2 separate regions of the Zea mays genome follow, and region 1 is linked to region 2. Evidence: chromatin contacts called from public Hi-C data. All regions are on one chromosome and are shown on one strand. The core of a region is the stretch at or near the end of the contact, and the rest is flanking DNA. Distances in the headings are between cores, read along the strand shown. Region 1 holds the start of LOC100272704 (thioredoxin reductase). Region 2 holds the start of LOC103654600 (DUF724 domain-containing protein 2).

What was found. A called contact is a pair of places that touch in the nucleus more often than the background predicts.
Region 1: a Hi-C map of bundle sheath shows a contact between it and region 2, with 2.1 times the contacts expected there. The contact joins the promoter of LOC100272704 here to the promoter of LOC103654600 in region 2. A contact is called at or near these places in 7 of 25 Hi-C or Micro-C datasets (bundle sheath, ear, endosperm and 2 more).

Annotation. Positions count from the first base shown.
Region 1 is chr4:217,491,506-217,496,860 of Zm-B73-REFERENCE-NAM-5.0, reverse strand. LOC100272704 (thioredoxin reductase) reads left to right here and starts at 1,382. Exons shown (of 2, transcript NM_001147157.1): 1 at 1,382-2,403; 2 at 2,768-3,077. The coding sequence starts at 1,455. The coding sequence ends at 2,868.
Region 2 is chr4:217,170,284-217,175,745 of Zm-B73-REFERENCE-NAM-5.0, reverse strand. It overlaps LOC103654600 (DUF724 domain-containing protein 2), which reads left to right and starts at 3,303. Exons shown (of 7, transcript XM_008681438.4): 1 at 3,303-4,537. The coding sequence starts at 3,476.

The sequences.
Region 1 (5,355 bases), core at 133-2,632, 320 kb before region 2:
TAATCACCATCATTTACTTGTTGTACTTGACTACTTGTACAACTAGTCTTGTGTAAATTGTAATTAGAGGTACTTGCATTTGTATGATATCTCTTGCTATTAAGTATCTTGCCGTGTCTAGATTAAGGACCTATTTGGCAACAATGTTACTCAAACCATGGTTTTACAATACTATACTTTGTAATTATCATAGTAATACCATAGTTTTGGCCAGCTCCAAAAAATACCATGGTTTTGAGAAACATTATTTAGATACAATTGTAAACCATAATATTAAACAAAAGCTAGCCATGCCATAAAAACTTTGTTTGAAGTGGAATTTTCAATACTCCAAAAATATCATGATATCTAGAATACCATAATTTTAAAAACATAGTTTTCATAAATGCACCCAAACGACTTATAGCATAAAATACTATGGTACTACTAAAAACCATAGTATTACTTAAAAACTATAAAAATATTTTACTTCCAAAAGGGGCTCAAGCACGCACTGCCCAGTGCACGCACAGCAGCTACGGTGAAGGAGCCCATTTTGAGGAGGTTAAAAGTAACACAACTTGTACATCTTTAGAATTGAATTCCAAAATGTGCTAATAGGTGACATACTAGAGCTTGTCACAATGAAAGGGACAGAACTTTGACATACTAGCAGAAGTTGCTTTCGAAGTCAAGCTTATATTTGGAATTTAATTTGGTGTAGATTTGAACTTTCCATTATACACATACTGCCAATTGTATATATACACCTCCAAAATTGTTTCTTTCCTGAATATGTTAAGTGGCCTAGTAGTGTTAGTCACCTCGAAAAAGACGGCCTAGCTTGGACGTACTACAAGAGTCGCCTTCAAACTGACCTTAATTCTTAACTTGTAGTTTCAATTTAGTGCCATTTTGAAGAGGTTGTGTCAGCATATATATATGGTGTACAAATTTGTCAAGAACAAGGTAGAATGTCACTTTGGAAGTGACGTAGCTCTCTAGTATGTCACTTAAGATATTTTAGTTGATCAATTCCAAAATATACAAGATGGCATTGCACATGATAACAAATCTGATTGTCCATGCCGCATTCTTTCCTCGTCAAAGATTGCTTAGTTTTTTCATCTATTAATGGTCATAAGAATTGCTAAACTTTTTTTGAAGTTTTAATAACTTAACAAATTATGAATCATCCAAAACAACCATATCCATTGGCTTAACAAAATTTTTAGTTTAATAAAAAATCGTTTGCTGAAGGTTATTTTATATTTTTATTAAAAATATAAGGTCTTTCAAAAATATACTAATACTCTTATCCATAAGAGTATGTATTTGTATTGCAGGTGCAGCGGTCCAAAGCTGCAGCAGCCATGCAGACTACTACAAGAGACAGACGAGACGACGATCGAGTGCGAGCTGAATTCAGACAGACCGCCGCCGCAAAGCCAAGCAGGACACGCAAGCACTCAGCCATGGAGGGATCCGCAGCAGATGGGCCGCTCCGCACGCGCGTATGCATCATCGGGAGCGGCCCCGCCGCGCACACGGCGGCCATGTACGCGGCCCGCGCGGACCTCAAGCCCGTGCTGTTCGAGGGCTGGATGGCCAACGGCGTGGCCGCGGGCGGGCAGCTCACCACCACCACCGTCGTGGAGAACTTCCCGGGCTTCCCCGCGGGCATCATGGGCCGCGACCTCATGAAGCGCTGCCGCGACCAGTCGCAGCGCTTCGGCACCCGCATCCTCACCGAGACCGTCACCGCCGTCGACCTCTCGGCCCGGCCCTTCCGTGTCGTCGCCTCCGACAAGTCCACGACCGTGCTCGCCGACGCCGTCATCGTGGCCACAGGAGCCGTCGCCCGGCGCCTCGACTTCCCCGGGTCCGACACGTACTGGAACCACGGCATCTCCGCCTGCGCCGTGTGCGACGGCCCGGCCCCGATATTCCGCGACAGGCCGCTCGCCGTCGTGGGCGGCGGCGACTCCGCCATGGAGGAGTCCAGCTTCCTGACCAAGTACGGCTCCCGCGTCTACATCGTCCACCGCCGGAGCACGTTCCGGGCTTCCAAGATCATGCAGGACATGGTGCTCAAGAACCCCAAGATCCAGGTCGTCTGGAACTCGGTGGTTGTCGGGGCCTTCGGCGGCGCGGACGGGGACGGTGGCCGGCCGTTGTTGGCTGGCGTCAAGGTCGAGAACCTGGTGAGTGGCGAGGTCAAGGATCTCCAGGTGGCTGGCCTCTTCTTCGCCATCGGGCACACGCCGGCGACGGAGTTCCTCGGTGGGCAGCTCCAGCTGGACTCGCCTTCTGGATACGTGGTGACCAAGCCGGACTCCACCCACACTAGCGTGAAGGGGGTCTTCGCTGCTGGCGACGTGCAGGACAAGAAGTATCGCCAGGCCATTACTGCCGCCGGATCTGGTGAACACTACTGCTCTATGCATGATTCAGTCAAGATATACCGGATCATTTGAGATGTTTTAAATTGAAGTGTTGAAACTATGATAAATTCTACGCGGCAAAACTCTGATGATCGAACTGCTCTGCTGCACAAATGGTGATTGTGTCTACTTCATCCATCCTTGACTCCTTGTTTATAAAGAGTTAAGAGTTACCTGTTTTATGAAGAAAATCAAAATGTTCAACAAATATGTTAGTTATCGTTTTGCAATAGTAGTAACGTAAGTCAGAATGGTGGTTGGTCTCTTAATTACAAGATGAATCTTGGAAATTAACTGGCGTCTGATGGTTTCATCACCTGAGCGTATACTTGTGGATGTTGCAGGGTGCATGGCCGCTTTGGATGTTGAGCACTATCTGCAGGAGGTCGCGGTCGTCGGTGCACAGGAGGGCAAGTCTGTTCAGCCGTTGACGATGCTGGAATAAGCCGCAGGCTTAGGGCTAGTTTGGTGGATCGGGAAATGGAGGGAATCTATGGGAGAGAGATTCTCTTAATATTTATTTAATTTTGAATAATAAGGGATCCGTTCCTATGGATCCTATCCATTTTCATATCCAACAAACCAGTCATTAGGAGTGGCACGCCATGGGTTGTCATGATGATTGGAAATAAAAAATAGAATAATCACGCACGCATTATATATATATATATATATATATATATATATATATATATATATATATATATATATATATATATATATATATATATATATATATATATATATATATATATAGTTGTCGTCTCGTCTAAACTTTTAACATCGTTGTACTGGAAACTGATTCGTCCGCTTATCAACTTCTCAATGTCTAGCAGCCTGCTAGTTTCTTTCTTTCCTTTCAAGAGAAATTATTATTAAGGAAATTATATTGGACAATAAACTCTAACAATCCCCCACAATATCTTGAAAGAACAACATGATCGACTCTCCAAATATCATCAAATGTTGTTTATATACCAATTTTATGTTGGTGACAATTAAGTTTAACATTGATATAGAATCACAAGAATTACATCAGCTCACAACTACTCAGTGGTTGTGACTTGAATTGGTAGTGTGCAAACTAGTTTCGCTCAAGAATCTAACTAATACTTAGGGTCTTTTAGGCTACTTCTTCCGTTGGAGCTTATAGGCCATACCCCCTATGTCTTTTTTTCATGAGCTTCTTATAGAATTCTCACAACTCATAGACCACGATCAACTCACAACTCATAGACCGCGATCAACGATCAGCTTATATAGGTGTGTTCGTACAAAAATACCTTGTAGGACGGTATCTCATTATTAATCATCTAGATAGATTAAGACAAAAGTCATCTTGCCATATTACAGACTAGAGTACTAGATTTTCTCTGAAGCAGGTAACATAGTATATACTCTCCTAGTTACACTCATAGCTTGTCCCCCCCCCCCCCCAAAACTTTTAATTTATGGGGTCTCCAATCACCGAAGGGTTGTGTTGCCGCCGTGTGCAACTCAAGGAGTCTCAAGCCCATTTCGTTCAATGCATTATCTAACACATTTCAACAGACCTTTAATAAATGGTTCTGCAAGACACCTATTAAATATGATTGTGTGATGATTGCCACAACGCACGGACATTTCGCTGCAGCTGCCTACGGTAGGCGCTAAGCCGATCCGGGGCACGCGTGAATCGACGCCACACATGGATAGATTGTGGTTGAGGCGGATATAGCTGTGCAGGATCGGAGTTGAGGACGCCGAGTGGTTGTATATGGTCCTCCGACCGTCTGGGTCGCCACCCGCGACGAGCTGGCCAGGAAAGCCGAAAGCGGACAGCGGCGCGAGTCTCCTTGGGTACAGGCAGAGCTCCGATCCATCCGGCACGCCGAGGATTCGCGCACGAATGCGAGACGGACAAACCAGCAGCCCAATCACGCAGATTCGCCTGCTGTCTATCACCCACGACTAGCCTACTCCTCCGTCGCCTACCACGCAAGGAAATTGAACGGCAGCCTCCTCCTTTTGTCGCCTGCCGCCGATCCTGCGATTAATAATTAAACTACTACTTCCTCCTCCGTCTTAAACTATAAATCATTTTAACTTTTTTTTAAAAAAACAAAACATCTTAAGTTAAATCAAATCTATATAATAGAATAACAATATTTATAAAAAAACAAATCAGCGGCCCTAATGTTGGCACCGATCTAGACGTCAATCACTGTAAGGTGTAGCGGTGCTCTCTGCAGTAGAGCGGACGATCCACGACCTAGGACGGACGGTCCACGCGTGCGCAAGGTTGGCGACGTTCACCAACTACACCTGGATCTCGCTCCCGGGAGGAACCCCGTCAGGGAGGAAATATCCTAGGGTTTGTCTTGGTATCGACAAGCCACCCAAGACGTCTAGACGACGTAGAGTCGAAGAGAGACAAGAATTTAGGTGAAGAAGGCTACGTTAATGTCTACTCGTAGCACAACAGGAATACTGAAAATTCCCGTCGGCTTGAGTACAAACCGACGAAAATAAAATAATCTTCGTCGGCTACGCAATAGTTGACGAGGATAAAATAATCCCCATCAGCCAGCTGCCCAAGCCGACAGGAGTTATTATTTTAGGCAACACGTCCGAGGCAGCTTTTTAAAATTCCATCGGCTTGGTCAGCTGGCCGACGGAATTACGTAATCCCTGTCGGCTTGGTCAGCTAGCCGACGGAAATTACGTAATCCCCGCTGGCTTTTTAGGTAACGGCGCGAGACACAAAACTTCATTCTATCTTCTTCCATGTCGCGCTCGCGAGCCCTGCACCGCCGCTCCATGCCCCGCCTGTGGCCATCGACGACGCGCGCCGCCCTCGTGCCTTGCACCACCGCTCCCTGCCCCGCCCCCGAGCGCGCAGGCCGGCGCGGCCACCGCCGAGCGCGGCCACCAACGCCGCGGAGCGCGGACG
Region 2 (5,462 bases), core at 2,054-4,553:
CTAAAAGATAGTGAACCTCTTGAGTTTATCCTACGTAACCTTCGCTGACTTATCCTCGCATGGCTCCGTTGCCTGGGGGCTTCAGCGCGGGAAAGTCGGGTCTCTGTTGCGATCCATTCGTTCGACGTTGTGGGCCGTCCGGGTTTGCACCAGTCCGGTCTCACGTCTTCTCTTCTTTGTTGGTTGTCTTTCCCTAGGCCCACGAAAGAATGACCTTACGAATTATTGGGCCCTTGGGCCTTTCGTGAGGCCTTTTACTTCTTTAGTGGACCCAGGGGATATCTATCCCCCACAATGGCATACTGACGAAACCCACAAATCATAATGGCAAAATTGTCAATGTCTCTGTTCGTAGACAGTTCCGTTGTCCCTCTATTACATTCAATAATAATTATTTAAGCATTTTTAATCAAAATATTAACGACTACACTCTAGTCATACCTTTGTAGATTTCTTGATCTATCTTTTTAGAGGAGCAAAAGAACCTACCCGAGGCTCGGTCTTGGAGGCCAAGTCATCTTGGCCTTTAGACCCGACAACAGAGCCATGCCATCACCGTTAAAGTCTTCAAAGCAATAACATGTGTATTCTGGTGGCTAGGTGATGGGAATACAGGTTTAGAGTCAATAACTATAGTTTGAATCCCAATTTGTACATAATTTTAAAAATTTTATTACTTAAATATAGAGTACGATGATGGTGCAAACCGTGGAACCAGAAAATTTGATGCTTTAATATAGTAGAGAATTGGCTGTGTCAGAGTATACCGGAATAAAACTCTTTTTTATATCGATCTGAACCCTCCTAGAAATTTGGATAACATTTATTTTTGGTACAATGATTTTGATTATATGTCTTATCTTGAACGTTTACGTGTAAAGGTGAGTGATGCTTCGAAGAAGCATGGGAAGATGTGGTTAAGGTACCCTGTCGTGACAGATTGTAATGTTATTGTGTCCTTTTGAATTTGAGCATTAATGAACCAGATTCTTCTCTGCTCTGTTTATTAGGGCCCGACCATATCGACGTGCAAGGGGACATATCATATGATATTATATAGTTCATTCTATCTATTGAACGTTAGAGATATATACATTGTCTGATATAATTCATCTATGCATTTTTATTATGTTTTACATATTTTGATTCACTCTAATGTATATAAGTTTCTTGATGCTATATATGTCAACCTTATAATTTCTGATTCTGTGTCGACCTTATAATTTCGGAAGCTATATCCAGATAATTCTTTTGGTGTCACAACGCTAAGCAGTGTCTGGAACATATATCACCTATTCACCTAGATGTTTTAGGTAACAAATATATTTGCATTGTGGGAGGAAACAAGTGAAGTTAAATACAGCAGTTCCAAACTGACAAATTTTAAAGCTATCACTCGATGGACCAGCCCTCAAATCATGGATCCGACGTTCGGTATGGAATCAGGAGGGAAAAAAAGAAAAATAATTTCTGTATGTGTGCAGTCTTCCGAAGGTAAAATCGATTACACGTGTCAGTTAAGTAGTTAGGTCATTCACGCTTGAGGCGTCTAGGGCTCGAAGCTGGAGTAAGGGACACGTCTTCATTTTTTTTCTAACTCCTTGACTCATACTACCTTTGTTCAAAAATATATGATACCGAACGCTCAAGCTGAAAAGTTGAGTAACTTAGGGGGTGTTTGGTTGCTCCTGCTAAAGTTTAGCCCGGGTCACATCAAGCGTTTGACTTTTAAATAGGAGTATGAAATATAGACCCAACCAACTGGACTAAATTCGTCTCGTCTTTTAATCTTTGGCTGACAAATTAGTTTTATAATCCGACTACATTTAATACCCGGAACGGAGGTTCAAACATTCGATGGGTCATGAGCTAAAATTTAGCGGGGTGTAACCAAACACCCCCTTAGAACACAAGATGGGGTGGCAAAATTATAAAGCATACCTTGGGTGAGGCTCTATCAATGAGTATGCTTTAGTAAAGCAAGTTTTAGGGTCGATGGAGTGGAGGATTTGGTGGAGGAGGTACGCCCTGACTTCTGGCATTATCATCTTCTATTGCATGGACCGAGAGGGGCTGGCTCTCCCACATACCCCCATCGTAATTCGCATTTTTGCGCAAGGGGGAACACTTCACTAGACCCAATTCCAGACCACGTGAACAATACTGAGTTGGGGATCCTTAAAATCTTGAGTCCTCTTCATTGCTGCCAGAACAACATCAATATAAGCTAGCGCCGGTTCACTCATCGACTAGGAGTTGGGCGCTAACCTAAGAACTCTAGAAGCTTGGGAGCATGATTTATGACATAAAACCAACGTTTGTGTTAGTTTTTGTGAGAGGTTTTTAAAGGGCGATCAAGATATTGGTGGCTAGCACACAATTAAACCACTACTACTCCAACTATTGTGGCCTGCTCCTTGTTAGGCTGGAGGTAGAGGAAAAACAAGTACTAGTGGAAAAGAGGGAAAAAAGGGGGAACCCAAATACGACTCATAAAGATGGGCGAAGATGGCTATATGCATGATGGAGTTGAGATTGAGATGGATGAATTCAATTTGGTAATAATACAGGAAATCCCTGAAATTTGGAAGTCAGAAGGCCAAACATACGCAAAAAATGAGGAAAGACTACAATTTGGTCGACATCAGAAATGTGGAAGGATTCTTCGCCTAAAACAGTGTCCAACAACTTATCACCTAAAATAATATTTTGTATTGAGGCTACATTATTTGTAGAGTAGAGTTTAAATATAGGGACGACGATGGGTAAACTGATCATTTTTATCTCTTCAAAAACTCCATCACCATTAGGGCATGTATAATGGGTGTCTTGAGTTGTGTCTTCGAATGTGTCTAGAGGGTGAACGTAAAAAACGCAAGATATGTATCATGACGAAGACACGGTGTCTTAGCTCTATGTTCGAGATAAAAGACTAGCAGATTGATCACTTTAATTTATTGAATACTCTGATTGGTACAATGAATATGTAAAACACATGTTTTAGACATACTCATTGTATTATGTTGCATTTTAGTTGTGTTTTATAATTAAAGTACTGTGCAACGGTGTCTAGTGCCCTTATAGTCTTCAGACTTTCGATTCGATCACCGAAGCCTCGAATTCTTGTTAGGGGTACGTATCCAAAAGTATCACAACTTCACAGGTACTGGCAGGTAGTCCCACTACCCTGCCAGTTGTCCGGCACCGCGCCACTTGGCCTCCCGCTCCGTTCACAGCCTCGCTCAGGAACGGAACACGAACAGCACATGAACATGCTTACACGTGGGGTCAGCCTTCCGTTGCGTTCGATGTGACCCACCCGTCGGTGAATCAGATCTACGGCTTCGCCGGTCGAGCCCATCACGCCAGCATCGAGGGCGCAAAAGCCCGACGCTGTAGAGCAGAGTCCCCAAGACCCCAACCGAAAACCCCAGCTGCCCCAAACCCCCGAATCCCGTTCGATACTTCGATCCCAATGGTGGCCTCCTCCGCCAATGCGCCACCGGGCGCCGGCGCACGGAGGCCGCGCAGCCGCCCCCGCGGGAGCGTGCGCTCGCGGAGCCTGAGGTGGAGCACGCCTCCGCGCAGCCCCCTGCCGTCGTCGTTGTCCGCGTCGCCCCGGCGGCATTGCTCGCTCCCCGCGCTGGACCCGATCACGCCCTTACCTGTCGGCACCGAGGTCGAGGTCCGCGTCGACGACGACGGCTTCTACGGCTCATGGTTCGAGGCCACCGTCCTCGACTTCGCGCCCGCGCGCGGCTACCGCCACCCTGCGCGGTACACCGTCAAGTACGTGCACCTCCTCGCCGAGGCCGACGACGAAGGCGTCCTCGCGGAGCCCTTCGCGCCGTCCCACATCCGCCCGCGGCCGCCGCTCCCGTCTTCGCCGCCGCGCTTCCGCCCCCACCACATCGTCGAGGCGTTCCACAACGAGGGGTGGTGGTCGGGCATCGTCGTGTCCGCCGCCGGAGCCGGGGTCACCGTCGCGTTCCCCGTCACCCGTGAGGTCATCGAGTTCCCGTCGGGCCTCGTCCGCCCCCGCTGCGACTACGTTGACGGTGACTGGATCCCGTCCCGGGTCGCGATGGTTGTCCGCCCCAGCCGCACCGTCAGGGTCTACGAGGTCGGGGACAAGGTCGAGGTGGTGAGGAACCGGGACGTGTACGGGGACTCCTGGTTTCCCGCCACGGTGAAGGTCGTCATCGACAACCTCAGCTACGTCGTCGAGTACTTTGATCTGGAGGAGGAGGAGGGCGGGCTGGAGAAGGCCACCGAGTATCTGCATTGGCGGTTCATCAGGCCGGCTTTTGAGCATACACCGGGGGAGGGTGAGTTCCAGCTCCAGCCTGGTGATGCCGTGGAGGCCTACTGTGATGGGGCATGGTCACCGGGAGTCGTCCATAGGGTCGTCAGCGAGGGTGAGTATGACATCAGTATTGTTGGCAAGAAGGCGGAACTGCTGGTGACCAAGGTGGTGGAATTGCTCAAGCCGCGGTATAAGTGGAATGGCAACCGATGGAGAATTGCAACTGCTAAGGTACTGCAACAAACCTGTTTATCATAGCGGTCCTTGTTAGCTCATTTCTGATTATCTGCTGTTGTAGTATTGAGAGGTGCAGATACTATATGATATACAGATTTGTTGGGATTGATCCTTTCTGACTTCCCTAACTTAGTTCCTTCATTTTCTCATTTTAGGACATGTCTGAGGTAGGTACAGTAATTAATCCAATTAAGTTCATCATTGACACAGTGATATTGCGCTTCATATGATTTGTAGTACTCTCCTGCTTCAGCCAAATGGCTTTTCGTCTCATTGAGCTTGTGGCTTTGTCTGTGAAATCATTATTTGTTTTATGGGTAGGATGGAGTTTCCAGTACACGATTAAGTTCAGGCAAGCTGTTTCCTTTGTATTTTGTGTGTTTGGGCTGCTAATTTTGTATGATTAGGACCCTGAATACAAGTGTCTTCAAACATTTGTACATAAGTTCCTCGAGGAGTAGGAATGAACACGGATGGGAATGAGTGGGAAAACACTCAACCATTTCTATCTTCACATTTAGTCACCAAGAATGGGAATGGGAGCGGGAACAGGATAGCCCGGAACAGGGATGACATGGGATATACACAGTGTTCTAAATAACGGGTTATAACATTTAGTGGAAGCCTGCTCAGCCGCTATAGCACACTATTTAGTATAATGAGTGTTGTAGTGGGCTAGTGGCACCTAGTGCGAGGCGCTATAGACCACTATTTAGAATACTGGATATACAGATAGAAGAAAACAAACAAATATCGAAATTCAACAGAAACAGAAGGTTACATAACAGACATTGATTCTAGATTTCACACTATCACAGCCTATGTTCAGAAATCACAAGTTCACACGCAGCACTCACTATCTCACAAATCTCAATGGTCACCACTGCGCTCAATACTTGGACAGCAGCAGTTCAAACTT